Linked DNA regions of Zea mays: region 2 is linked to region 1. Evidence: chromatin contacts called from public Hi-C data. All regions are on one chromosome and are shown on one strand. The core of a region is the stretch at or near the end of the contact, and the rest is flanking DNA. Distances in the headings are between cores, read along the strand shown. Region 1 has its middle 5.4 kb from the start of LOC103638474. Region 2 holds the start of LOC109942288.

What was found. A called contact is a pair of places that touch in the nucleus more often than the background predicts.
Region 2: a Hi-C map of tassel shows a contact between it and region 1, with 3 times the contacts expected there. The contact joins the promoter of LOC109942288 here to the enhancer-like site in region 1. A contact is called at or near these places in 3 of 25 Hi-C or Micro-C datasets (ear, endosperm and tassel).

What each region holds. Positions count from the first base shown.
Region 1 is chr9:71,918,120-71,922,201 of Zm-B73-REFERENCE-NAM-5.0, reverse strand. No RefSeq gene overlaps it. Among protein-coding and RNA genes, the nearest start is that of LOC103638474, 5.4 kb to the right of the region's middle. Within about 2 kb of position 1,866, at least 18 of the 20 cell types and tissues checked have an H3K27ac peak or open chromatin away from gene starts, as enhancers often do. A contact at or near this core is called in ear, endosperm and tassel, where this site is marked.
Region 2 is chr9:72,205,145-72,208,991 of Zm-B73-REFERENCE-NAM-5.0, reverse strand. LOC109942288 reads left to right here and starts at 2,107. Exons shown (of 3, transcript XM_020544178.1): 1 at 2,107-2,152; 2 at 2,543-2,746; 3 at 2,826-2,890. The coding sequence starts at 2,107. The coding sequence ends at 2,890. LOC100282763 (Ribosomal protein L1p/L10e family-like) reads right to left here and starts at 494. Exons shown (of 10, transcript NM_001374368.1): 1 at 1-494. The coding sequence starts at 416.

The DNA.
Region 1 (4,082 bases), core at 617-3,116:
ATGTATAGCATCTCGGATTGAGTCGTGGATTAACTGAGGCATGAGTTATTGTGCTGTGTAACCATGTCTCTCGGCTTGTGGTATGCAGGTGTGCAGTACAGGGACGGTGGTCGATGACGAAGGTGAAGGTCATGCGAGTTCATGCCGACGGTGAAGGACAAGCGCTAGGACTTGACCGAGGGACTAGAGTCGCCGGGTGACTAGCCAAAGTGGCTGACACCTGGGATACGTACCGATGCGAGGACGTGGCAGAGTGGGTCGTGTTACCGGTACGATCAAGGACTTGCGGGGCAACGTGTTCAAGACGTGGGGGACGCACATGCGGTGCACACTCACGAAGCTTTCGGTTGTGACACCCAAAATCCTATTTTGGTGTTTATAAGAGTTTCTCCAAAAGATTAAGAGTTAAAATGTACTTTAATATTGGTCCTTCACTTTTAAAGTTATTTTCTCCTAAAATAAGTGGTTAGCAATACTAAGGCGTTGTTAGTAAAATATAGAGCTTAAGACTTTTGAAACTAGGATTTAACTTGAAATGCAGCAAAATAAGATATAATAATAGAAGACCCTTCATATTTATTATTCCTCTTAGTAATCATATAATAAATACTTTCAAATGGTTGAATAAAAAAAGTAACTCAAAATAAAAGATTATATAACTCCTTTCCCTAAACTGAATAAATATTTTATAGTCATGTTTTTGTGTATAAATGAATAATAAATACTAAGTTTTAAATGTGGTCAATATTGATCTTCTTAACTAAATAGTATGAAAGGATCTCTTATTATTTAATGCTATGAATCAAATTTTTAAAACAAAGGGTACTAGATAAAATAAAAATCTTGCATCCCATGCTGCTTAGTTTTGATTGTTTCATATTCTGTGCAAATTTGATTTTGGAATTCGGATATGAATGAAGAAATTGAAATAGAAAAGATAAAAGAAAAGGGGGGACTGTGCTGGGTTGATTCCCTCGATCCGGCCCACTTCTCTACGCCCTCGCCCCAAGTTACCCACTCGAACTACGCAGCCCAGTTTCCTCACCCCCTCCGCTTCACCGACACGTCGGGCCGACTTGACAGCGCTCCCTCACGCGTGGGGCATGTTTACCATGAAACGCTGACTGGTGCCCCCAAACCCTCATCAGGGTTGTTGGGATCGGGTCAAACACCCCCCCCCCCCCCCCCCCCCCCTCTGGGTGTGGAATTTGCTGGCAGGGGCACAAAACCCGAGCCCCGCTGCCCCTCTGTCCATAAGCCAAGTCGGAACAAGCAGCCCCCAAGCCGAGCGCGCGTGCAGAGTGAAACAATGGGAGGGAAAAGAGAGAGAAGTCGACAAGTCGTGACTGCCATCATCGAATCACGAATAATCCTACGACGAATCCTCGATGGATTACCAGGGAACTTAGAAGTGGATCATAGAAGTTGGAGGGCGCAAAAGTGAGCCGACTACCATGAATTCCTCACTGAACTCCATGACACCGATGTGGGCTGCAAGAACCCGTGGCCAGTTCTCTACATGGTGCAATGCAATCGCAGGTAAGAAACTATCCGTGAAGTTCGCCTTGTCGTTCTCTACGTGTAGCACCGTTTATCGTGGAGTTTGGCGCGCTGTGGCCGGTGTCAGCCATGCGACATCGAGGTGCGCCGCCGCCGCGATGTGGGCGCCGCCCGACGTTGGTTAGCTAGGAGGGAGAACAGCTCCTGACCATCGATCCGGCCCTGATCAAACCAGATTAGAAGATGGCATACTTGTTCGCGTTAATGCGTTATAGATCCCAGTCATCGATCTCAGATCAAGTGGGTCTGATCCAGTTGGCAATGTTTTGGATCTGGGCCAAGGATCCTGGATCCCACGGTCCAGAGGGCGTGCCAGTTTAGATCTAATCTGAACCATTATAGGGAGATCCAACAGCTAGAGTGAACTCATACCCCTTTGGCCAGACAAAGTTTCTAAAGAGACCCTCGGTTTTATTTAAATGAATCCGTCGTCCACTATAACTAAAAGAGTATTACAATTGGATCCTACAATTCACAAAACAACCCCTAAGTTCCTGAAAAAGGTGTCCACAGTTCTTGGAACTGTGATATTCATAAAATCTGATAAGGAAATTGAGTTTAGGTATACAAATAATTCTAGAAACTTAGGAAATCTATATCTTCTTCATTTAAACACCGATTTAATTTGTTCCAGTTGCATTAGATTCATATAAATATTTACTATACTGTGACAAACATTATTTTGTCATATCACATACTTTTATAGTTAGATATTTAATTACCCTATAAATAGTAGATTAATCTTTTTATCACAGTAACCTGACTATAATTATAAGTTGACTAGCAGATGATCTCTAACCAAGTTATAACCTAGATTAAAGTTGAGTTTGTTACTTATTTAGAATATCTTTCTCACATAATGTATATTAATCAACTTATAAACATAGTTTTATTGTTTAATCGCCTAGAAGATGAGACAACCATATCTTTTTAACTGTAACTCCAATTTTAGTGATTCTCGAACCTACGTTCTTATAGCGACGCATAGAATATTCTTACGCTTTTGGTTAATATGATTTTGTGTAATGTTACTATCAGGTATCATAATTAGGGGTACCTATATTACGTCCCTAAATACACGCTTAACCCCAAGACCACCATCAGACCCATTCCTCGAAGTCAAGAGATCATAAACCACGCTTCGCCCGAGCCTGCCCTCAGACAAGGTACGTTCTCGGGAGGATCCTCGTCCTGGCCTCATAGGCCTCAGCCGAAGGACGCAGGAGATAGTAGCATTCGATGCGCACACCTACCCCTCACAGCGTTGCAGGTGAACAGGAGCGACACGACCGTGGTCCTATCGGACTTCACCAACTACGATGACTCATGCGGCCACTGTTCCCGCACACTGCCTGCTAACTCCCAATGGGACACACATACGACAAGAGTGCAGGCTGGCCCTCGGGTGCAAAATCTAGCTCGCCCAAAGCCGACCTGATCCTTGGGACAAACTCTGCCTCGCCCGAGCCCAACCTCGGTTACCTGCTCCCCGCTAATCTCGCATGAGGCCACTCCTTCAACTGTGTTGCACACTTCTATGAAACCTAGAGCGGGCTCGCTCTCGACCTCAGGTGGACTTCCGCCTCGCTCGAACCCGGCTTCGGCCTCGATATCAGCAACGGAAAGGCACCTGATGTCACCATAAACTATAGAGTTGACGTATTACCCAAGGGCTTTTTGCCATACTCATCACTGTATCAACCACTATGGCATGGGCAACCTCCTTGTCAGGTAGGCTCGGGTACATGACCGAGCCCTTGGCCCTGGCCTTGGCCCTGGCCTTGGCCCTCAACATAAATTGTGCGTCTCCACCAGACATAAGTCAACAACAAGTACAAGACCCTTGCTCCAGGCCATACCATCTACAGGGGCTCGGTTTCACCTCCTCACCGTACGCTGCCAGCTCCGGTACTCCTAGCAGCCCTCCTTGAGGCTATAAATAGGGCAATCTACGGCTTCAAGGATACAAGCGAACACTTCACGATTTTCACCTCCACCATGACATTAACACTTGCCTCAATCAACCCTAGAGACTTAGGATCCTTCTTTCACCTGATCAGCTTGTAATCCATAATGCAAGCACTTAGGTGCAAGTAATCTAAGTCTCATCCTCCCTCTGCTGGAAGTAGCGCTTTCTCTTGCTCGAACTAGGATAAATGACTTGTGTCATCTTGCATCACCCATCTGGGTCAGGGGCATGCAGCATTATTTCACTAATTGGTAAGACACTCGGGTCAAGACATCGATAGTTACCATATCCATTATTTGCTTGATTGTATGTATTGCTACGAGTAGAGGCGGGATCACGAGGAATCTGGAGCCCAACTATTGGGGCAACATCTAGACAACAAGGTTATTGCAAGTATAAGGCAAGTTGTGACATTGAGCACTTTTCTTTACCTAATAATGTTCTTGTTAATCATTGTGACATGCTCAGGTTAATTTTATGGGACCTAATAGGTTACCCTAGTTTTGTTTACCCCACACCTTGAAAACAAATGAATTATTGGGTAGACTTGCTA
Region 2 (3,847 bases), core at 858-3,357, 290 kb before region 1:
TCCGACTCCCCCTGCAGCCCCCCGTCCTGCACCTCCTCCACCTCGCCGCCGACCGGACGGTCCTCCGGCAGCGGCGCGACCCTGGACGGGTACGAGACGGGCGAGATCGCGGGCGCCGCGTCCTTCACGTACCGCATATCCTGCCGCGTCCACTCCCGCGGCGGCATCGGCTGCTGAGGCCGTCGTGGCAGTGGGGATTGGTCCCTAGGGGCAACGTCTGGGGTTGTCGGGGCGGCAGACTCCTCGGGCGGGGCCTGCTGCTGCGGCTTCGGAGCGTAGGAGACGGGCTTGATGGGAGGAGGCGGCGGCGAGGCGGAGCTGGACTTGGCGTCGGAGGAGAAGTGGAAGAGTGAGAGCAGGCGGTGGCGCTGCGGGTTCCGCCGCAAGTATGAGAAGAGGAGCCGGAGGTGAGCCATCGGGGGCGTAGCGCGTGGTTGCGGCGGTCGGCGGCGACTCGCGAGGCCTGGGGTTTTAGTCTGGAAGATGTAGGAAATGGGGGGAGGAGGAGGGTTTCTCGCGTTAAGCAAGTGGGCTGTGTCTACTTTGTTGGGTAGTTCCTATCATGGTGGGTCGGTTGCCCGAGTGTTTGTCTATCTCGGGCTTATTTCGTTGATGGAGAGAATGTTCCCATCTTGAGACGGCCCAGCCTGAGTATGAGTGGAAGACTAAGGGCCTGTTTGGTTCGTGGCTAACTACGCCACACTTTGCCTAAGGTTAGGTGTTCGAATTGAAGAACTAACCTTAGGCAGAAAAGTTAGGCAAAGTGTGGCAAGTTAGACAGTGAACCAAACAGACCTTAAGGGCATGTTTGATTTGTGGCTAAGGATCTATTTGGTTTGATGCCTAAGTTGTCACACTTTGTCTAACTTTTCTGTCTAAGGTTAGTTCTTCAATTCGAACGACTAACTTTAGTCAAAGTGTGGCACATTTAGCCACGAACCAAACAGCCCCTAAATGTGTCACACTTTGTCTAAGGTTAGTCGTCCGAATTGAATAACTAATCTTAGACAGAAAAGTTAAGTAAAGTGTGGCAATTGAGGTAACGAACTAAACATGCCTTAAAGTCAATTTCACCTATTGTTACGCGTGCAATTTGGCTATGGTTTGGTTGGTTGTCCTTTTTTTCCTCAGGTGTCTTTTCTCCAGGGGTGGACCCAGGCCCATGGCCGCCTGGGCCACGGTTCGAGATGCAGGCCCAATATTTTTTTAGAATAGTCGGCACAGCCTAGAGCTCGTGAACCCTAGGCGGCCATCGTGGAGTGCTCGTCGCGTCGTGCCGCCGCCTCTGTTGCCGCCTGCCGTCGCGCCCTTTGGGCCTCTGGCGCCTGCCGGTCTGGCCTCGCCCGCGCAGACGCCCAGTCCGTCGCCCAGACGTGAGACGCCCAGTCCTCTCGGCGAGTCGGCGGCGCCATCTGCCCATCTCCCCTCTCGGCGACGCGACGTCCTCCTCCCATACACCCAGTCCGCCGCTGGCCCGCCGAGCTCATCTGCCATCTCCCCTCTACGCCCTCTGCCGTCGCGTACTCGCGTCGTCCGTTGAAAACTTGAAATAGCATGTAGAAGATTTCAAGTGTTCAATCCCTTTAACTTTTAAGGCTTTAATTAGATGTTTTATAGAAGATACAATACAAGGAGCCGATAAAAATCAAAATGAAGAAGAGGCATAGAACATTATGGTCATTTTTCTCTCCAGCTCTCACACCCGTCGTGCCTAATGTGCATCCAAGATCAAACCTCAATTCTCAACCAATAGTGGAAACCGGAACCTGTAACAATCAAGCCCAAGAAATTGCAACTTCACATGAACAAGAGCAAGAAATTCCACCTTCTGAGCAGGTATTCGATATAGTTGTTGATCCTGGGCTTAGAAAACCAATTGATGAATACGATGTTAACATTAGGGATGCTGTTAGAAGAGAGTATTTGTTACAGGGTCCATGTCAACCAATTGGCCATATATATCCTAAAAAAGATGGGAGACCGACAAAGAAGATTTCATGATTCATGGTTCAAGAACCATAATTGGTTAGAGTATAGTGTTACCAAAGATGTTGCCTTTTGTTTTTACTGTTATCTATTCAAACAACAAATATCATTGTGCCAAACATGTTGGATACAACCACTGCTAGAGGTCGCTCAAGAGGTCGTGGAGGTCAGTTTATAACTTACCATCATCACTTGAAACATGAAATATTTAATGTGGTGCTTGACCAACTTATTGTGGAGTTGAACAACTGTTTTGGTGAAAGATCTACCCAATTATTGAGATGCATTGCCTGCCTTGATCCATGAAATTCTTTTGCCAATTTTGATGGAGATAAGTTAATTGAGCTTGCTAAACTGTATGATGTGGACTTCTCTACATATAATTGCATAGTTTTGAAAGACCAACTTAAGATATTCATTATTGATATGAGAGCTGATCCAGATTTTCTAAGTTGCAATGACTTAAGTGATCTTGCTGTGAGAATGGTTCAGAGTGACAGGCATGTTGTTTTTTCATTTGTATATCGTCTCATTGAATTAGCTTTGATTTTACCAGTGGCAACAACATCTGTGGAGAGAGCTTTCTCATCTATGAATATCTTTAAAACTGAGTTACGAAATAAGATAGGAGACGAATGGCTTAACCATCGTATGGTGTGTTATATTGAGAGGGATATATTTACAAGCATTGAGGATGCAAAGATATTGAATTATTTTCAAGGCATGAGAACCCGCAGGGTGAATCTACCTCGCACTAGTGGTACGTACCAATTACTAATATTATTAAATTTATTCAACATTACATTTCAAGTCGTGTTCTTAATATGATTTCCTTCAAGGTTCTGGAGCAAGAAGCACTGATGTTGATGTTGACATGATACATTTGGAAGGAGCTACATCATAACTTGTATGTCATCTTTAACATCTATGACAACGTTGTATCGCCGTACAATTTTTCTTTATATGCTACTATTAGAGTTTATGGTCGCTTCGGCCCGGGCCTTGGCCAATTTCTGGATCCGTCACTGCTTTTCTCTATCTTTGTCTTTGCTATTATAAAGCACCAATTTTCATGGTTCAATGGTTCCATGGTTGCAATTTTAAAAAAAAAACTTCTCAAATTTGAAACACCAATTTCCATGGTTCAATCGTTCCACGGTCCCAATTTTACAAAAGCACTCCTCAAATTTGCTTCAATCAACCCGCCTCCCGGTGACATAGTCGTCATCGCCCTACCATGCGCGCGTGCTCGCGGCATAACTTTATAAAAATCCCCCTCGAATCTTTAATCAGCCTGTGGTCCTCCCACCTCCACGGATGTGCATCCCTCTTAACCGCCCCAGCTTCTGCCTCTTCTTCCTCTCAACCCTCAGGACACAGCTGTCCCGCAACAATCGTCGTCCAACTCGCCTCTCCACAAACGTCGTCCCGTCCAACCCCCGCTTTCCGCCTAACCAACAAGGATTAACTCACTCAAGCCACGCTCCTCCTGGTGGGATTCCTCTTCATCACGGTCGCTCGACGAGGCCGATGAAGCAAACCAACAAGGATTAACTCAAGCCACGCTTCTCTACGGCACACTCCTCCTAGTGGGATTCCTCTTCATTGCAGTTGCTCAACGAGGCCGCAGAAACAATGGAGGCCTTCCGCCGAGTCCCACGAGCCTACCGCTCTCAATTATTCTTCAATTAACATGCAGTCCTCCCACCTCCACGGGTGCGCCTCCCTCCCAACCGCCCCCGCTTCTGCCTCTTCTTCTTCACAACCCTCTCTGCACCCAACCGTCCAGCAACCGACGTCGTCCACCCCGCATCTCCTACCCCAACCCGCCTCTCTGCAAACGTCATCCCATCCAACCCCC